2 separate regions of the Mus musculus genome follow, and region 2 is linked to region 1. The links are chromatin contacts, called in public promoter capture Hi-C maps. All regions are on one chromosome and are shown on one strand. Each heading gives the region's core, a stretch centred on a gene start, on an enhancer-like site or on the middle of the called end of the contact. The rest is flanking DNA. Distances are from core to core; before and after follow the strand shown.

Region 1 (2,830 bases), core at 160-2,659:
AGCCATCTCACCAGCCCTTTTTTTTAATTTCTTAAAGAGCTTGTTTCTCCAAGCATTGGGAATAGGCAAACAGAATTACTTTTCTGTTATGTATTTTTTCCCCTCTTAGACTCTTGTCTCTTCTGATTTATGCTACCCGTTAGAACTGTTCTCTTCTTGAAAGCTAGACCTTCTGCTGGGCATGGTGGCACATGCCTTTAATCCCAGCACTCGGGAGGCAGGCGGATTTCTGAGTTCAAGGCCAGCCTGGTCTACAAAGTGAGTTCCAGGACAGCCAGGGCTATACAGAGAAACTCTGTCTCCAAAAACCAAAAAAAAAAAAAAAAAAAAAAAAAAGGAAGCTAGACCTTTTGATAGGAACTTTGTTAGAGATGTTAGATGTTAGAGCTGTTTCCCATGGATGGCTTTGGTAATGACCTTGGGAGCATCAGGTTGAAGCGGCCTGCAAATGGACTGAACCCTGGTCGACTCGTCGTTGCAGTCACTTGAGAGAGGGAGCTTCTGTCCTAGGCGAGGTGCTTTTCCACACACCCTGGCTGGTGGCCTCTGTGACCGCCTCCGAGAGGACCTTCTTGCTGTGTAAGTAGAAGTGTTCCACCAGGAAGGTGTTCAAAACTACCTCCGTCTTTGTAAGTTCACACGCGTGTGATCACGTGAGATCAACCTGTCCCATATATACAACAGACCAGGATTCGTAATGACATTTGATCTTTGATTTCTTTACTAAATTCAACTACATTTTTAAAAATATGGTGTATATATTACATGCTGTGTGGATTCATATGTGTACATGTGTTCTACTTTATTTATGAAGGCAGGGTCTCAGGCTCAACTCGTGCTTGGTGATGTGGCTACTGTGTCTAGCCTGCTTGCCCCAGCATCCCTCTGCCTGTTTCTCTGCTTACTAAATGCTGGAATTAAGGGCAGGCTGCCACACCCATCCAGTTCTGACATGGGTTCTGTGGATCTGAACTCTGATTCTTATGCTTTATCCACTGAGCCAACTTCCCCAGCCTCCACCTTTTTTTAAAAAGGAAAAAAAAATAGCGTAAGGATAAATCCATCCCAAAGTCATCAGAGGGATCCAGTTCAGAGCAAATTGTTACTTCATGTTTTTGTATGTCATAACTAGTTCCACCGTCAGCCATGTCCGTTGCTTGCACTATGGAATCTTCTGGCTGCAGAGGGTGATTTCATGGTGGTTGCGGATATCCTAGCTTGCTATTTTGTATCACTGGTCATGCTTTTAAGGCTAAAAAACAAGGTAATTTAAATCTGTTTTGAGACACATGGAAAGGAAACGATTTCATAACTATCAGTCACGTGAAACTTGGCAGGCCCTAAGCTCATTAGTGGTCACAGTCGCAGGATTGATTGCCAGTTGGGGACCCATGGTTAGCTTATTGCAGAACTGCATCTGGCACAATTGCTGTTGTCACCCACCCGGCTCTGCCAACTTCCTTCCAGTAACAACAGCTTTTTGCTTTCCTTGTGAGAATTAACTACAGTTTAAACATGATGCAATCAACACCCCCACACCCCCAGTACCATGCGGGGTTGAACCCAGAGCCTTGTGTGGCCCAGGCAAGCGCCCTTGTATTAGTATTAGTGAGTTAGTATTCGCTCCTGACCTTAAGGCGCTCCCCCCTCCCCGCATCCCCATATTTGGGGAATTTGTGGGTTTCTTCTTACCAAGTAGATTAGGAGAAAGACAGAAAGATTGCCCTAAATCATGGCAATTATTTTGTGCTTTCTTTCTAAGAGAAATTACAGGACTAGGTGGGCCTCTGAAATGTGTACAGTAACTTGAGAGTATCAAATAATATGAATGCTAAATGGTGGTTGTTGGGTTCATGGAAGTTGGTGGGTTGTTTCCTCTGGAGGTTGCTAGGAGGAGGCATTTTCCCTTGTGAGTGGAATGGGGCTGTAGAAGAACAGGGTGTCGTGCAGGCTAGTCTTATGGAAAACCTCTTTTCTACTTCCTACAGATACTCAGAGCATAGGGTTCACTTCTCTTTATGAGGAAAACAACAAGGGCATTTTGGCTTCTGAGACTCTCTAAGTTTCCGTAGCTTACCTAAAGATAAAGTATCATTGTTCTCGTTAGATTAATTAACCCTTATTTTATTAGAGCTTTTTTTTCTTTAAAGAATAATTTGCCATTATTTTATTAAAAGTGAGTAACAAAACCAACATACAGGAAATTATTTTACAATTTCAATAAAAGTGTCCCTTGTGTAGTTTGAGTATATAAATTAGATTTCAGGTTTATAAAAGATGTACATAATTGCTCATGAATATAAAAGAAAAAAGTTGGGCTATCTATATTCCTGCTTCCCTGGGCTGCTCAGCTGCTGTGTTCCTAGGGAATGCCTGCTGGTGGTGGAGGCTGGGGTACTGCAATGAGCTGAGGGAAGGAAGGTTGGAGAAGATCTTTGTGGTCCACTGGGGATGGAGTCAGAGAGGAAAGGAGGCCATAGTGGATGCTCTGCTATGGGGCTGGGGGTGGAAGAGGGGTGATGAGGGGAGGTGGATCCGGACTGGGAGCAGAAGGAGAGCAAAGATCTGCAGTCAGCTCACCTGCTGTCCTGGGACTGGCCTTTGGGTTAGCAGGGGGTCCTGCTGGGATAAAGCTACAAGCATGGGAGGGAGGTTAGGATTGGACCATTTATGGGATCCACAAGAGATGGGGGCAGGCCATCAGAGTTGGGGGGGGCAGGCAGGCAGGGTGGGGGTGCAGGAAAGCAGGGTGGGGGTCAGACAGGCAGGGTGGGGTGGGGGCAGGCAGGCAGGAGGACCGGAAGGACCAGAGGGCAGGAGGGCCAGGGCT
Region 2 (2,700 bases), core at 184-2,683, 350 kb before region 1:
AGACCTGGGAGATGGGAGCTCAATGGATGCCCAGCCTTGCTAATGGATGATATGCGGGTTCAGGGGGAGATCTTGTCTCAAAAGGTCAGTCAGAGATAGATGGAGGAAGCCCTAGGATGTTAACGCCTGGCTTCTATACATGCACATATGTGACCCCTACAAATGCATGCATATACCATGCAAAAAAGAAAAAGACTTGAGTTAACTTCAAACAGGCTTGCTTTATAAAGTATAAGCATGTTACATCTGTAAAATAAATAAATAAATAGAAAATGCCCTTTGTAGTTGGGGCTTACTTAATATTTCTCAGTTATTACAGGAAATACATAGATAGTAACCTAATTTTTCAAAATGACATATGGCCTATGTATCTAGTCTTGAGACTGGGTGAAATTTACCATGAAGGAAAATATCAGTGAATCATGGCAGATTCAACTTTTGAAGGGCGTATCTGGCCACCCATCAGATACAAGCAGGAAGGGAACATTCATCAGGTTGTGAGATGGTTTTTCTCCTCCCAAAGCAATGCTTATAAGGTACCGTGGGGTTTATAAACATAATGTGGCTTCAAATTAAGATTTTTATGACTGAAAAAGTAATTAAACTAAACATCGCTTTAAAATATATCCAATTCCTTGTTCAATATCACAATCTAAAATGTAGTAAGGCAGACAGAACGAGAGAAGAGTGAACTCAACACGTGCTGCTCTTAAGTCCAGAGAAAGGGTGTAGGTCAAGCCATGGGCAGAAAAACAAGGGAGAGGGGGTGCTGCGTATGGGAGTTAGGTCAACTTTGCAAGACTCTGCATCAGGAGGATAACGTATCCGAGCTCAGAGAGCACAGCTAAGTGCTGCATTCCTCCTAAAATCAGCAAGGGGTTAGCCATTACGTGATTTCGCCACCACAAGATGGAATAAGACCCCTCTCACATCAGCCTCCTCTTGAGAGTCTCAGGTGAGACTCAAATGGCTAGGTTTCCTTTGTCTCCAGGCTTACAAAGCCTTGAAAGGCTTCTCAAGTCCATGGGCACCGAACTGTAGGCCACCACACCAGAGGCTGTGTGTGTGTGTGTGTGTGTGTGTGTGTGTGTGTGTACAGGGAGACCTGCAGACAGCAGTAGGGAAGCTCCCGCACAGGAAACAGCAGAGACAAGCACTCTCACTTCCTCTCCCTTCCTCAGTTCATGTCCACCACTCTCTAAGCTTGGAGGCCAAGTAGCACCTGTGTGAATTTCATACATGTTACGTGCAACACTTCTGTGTGGACAACCTCACAGCAACTGTCTGTGCTGCCAGAGAGAAATATTAAAATCCAGATAGTCGCCATTGTTCAGACCTCCGCAGAACTGAAAGCTAATCTTTGAAAAACACCCCACTCCCCATTCAAGGGCCTCTTCAAAAGCAAAGCTCTCTGTTTGCTGACACTGCAAAGCCTGCTTCCTCCTGCAGGCTGGCTGCAGCCCTCCCAGGCTCAGTCTTTGTGGCTCCAAAGCCTACCAACCTTCTCTCTGTTCTTTTTGCAAGAGGTCTTTCTCTCCCTGGTTTCCCACGCTTCTCACTATCAGAAGAATACATGAGCCAATCAGGTGGCAATCAAATTACGCTGTCTAATCTGGGGTACGCAACCCTGCTTGACAGTCTGCATTGAAATGCTTTTTGGTTTCATTCTAAAAACCTGTAGAGAGAAAAGGGCTGATTGCTAGATTTCTAGCCCATAGTAGCATTTCAACTTCATTTGAATCTGTTGCTACAGACATTATCAAGATCTACTCAGTATTATAAAAATATCAACGTCATCGTTATAAACTGGATCGAGACTCTCCAAGCAATTTTGTATTCATTAATTCAGTGTAACTCAGGAACTCAAAGCACTTATGTTCATGGAATACCCAAAAGTGAGCTACCCTTTAGGGTCTTCTAGGTCTCTGCAAGACCACTCCACCAAAGGGTACTTACCGTGGCATGATAGTTTCTGTACATGGGCATTTTTAGTATTTTTGTCAAGTAATCTTCCAGTTGCTTCTACAATAAAAAATAGTTTGGATACGGTTGAACATAATCATGTCTGTAGAAATTTTCAGCAGTGACAATGATGACATCAGGTCTCACTTTAACATATGTTAGTCATTTTATTATGCTCTATCGTTAAGTAGTATGCACACTACCCACTGTTCTCTTGGAGTGTTAGCTAAACCTCTTCTTGCTCTTAATATTTAACTTTTACTATGCTTAGGTCTTTGTAGTTGTTTTTGTCATTGTGACACAATACCTGATGAGAACGAGTCTATTCTGACCTACAGTTTGAAGAGATGCAGTCCACCATGGCGCAAGCATGGGAGCTGCCTGATCACGCTGCACTCACAGTCTGAGGCAGCATGGTGAATGCTGGCATTCAGCTCACTCATTTTATTCAGTCCAGAACCCTACAAATGGGGGCTAGTCATGGTTAAGGTGGTTCTTCCCCCCTCAATAGACCTAATCTAGCAAACTCCTCTCAGGCACGGCCCTAGGCTTGTTCCCTAGGCCAAGGTGGCAGGTTAATCTTAGTGCTGACAAGACCAGAGCTGAGTTTTTAATCCTCCATACTTATCAGAACACGATTACTCCTAATAAGTAAGTTTTGTTTCTTTGTTTAAAACAATGTTCCATATAGACAAGGCCGACTTCAACTTTGTTATGTAGCCAAGGATAGCCTTATAC

What was found. Capture Hi-C pulls out chosen DNA fragments and counts their contacts.
Region 2: a contact with region 1 is called in a promoter capture Hi-C map of adipose tissue. The contact joins two enhancer-like sites.

The regions. Positions count from the first base shown.
Region 1 is chr3:27,676,355-27,679,184 of GRCm38.p6, reverse strand. The region is part of intron 1 of Fndc3b (fibronectin type III domain containing 3B); the gene reads left to right. Among named protein-coding and RNA genes, the nearest start is that of Fndc3b, 33 kb to the left of the region's middle. Within about 2 kb of position 1,409, at least 50 of the 459 cell types and tissues checked have an H3K27ac peak or open chromatin away from gene starts, as enhancers often do. A contact at or near this core is called in adipose tissue, where this site is marked.
Region 2 is chr3:28,030,559-28,033,258 of GRCm38.p6, reverse strand. Pld1 (phospholipase D1) reads right to left here. Exons shown (of 27, transcript NM_001164056.1): 7 at 1,957-2,022. Among named protein-coding and RNA genes, the nearest start is that of Pld1, 93 kb to the right of the region's middle. Within about 2 kb of position 1,433, at least 39 of the 459 cell types and tissues checked have an H3K27ac peak or open chromatin away from gene starts, as enhancers often do. A contact at or near this core is called in adipose tissue, where this site is marked.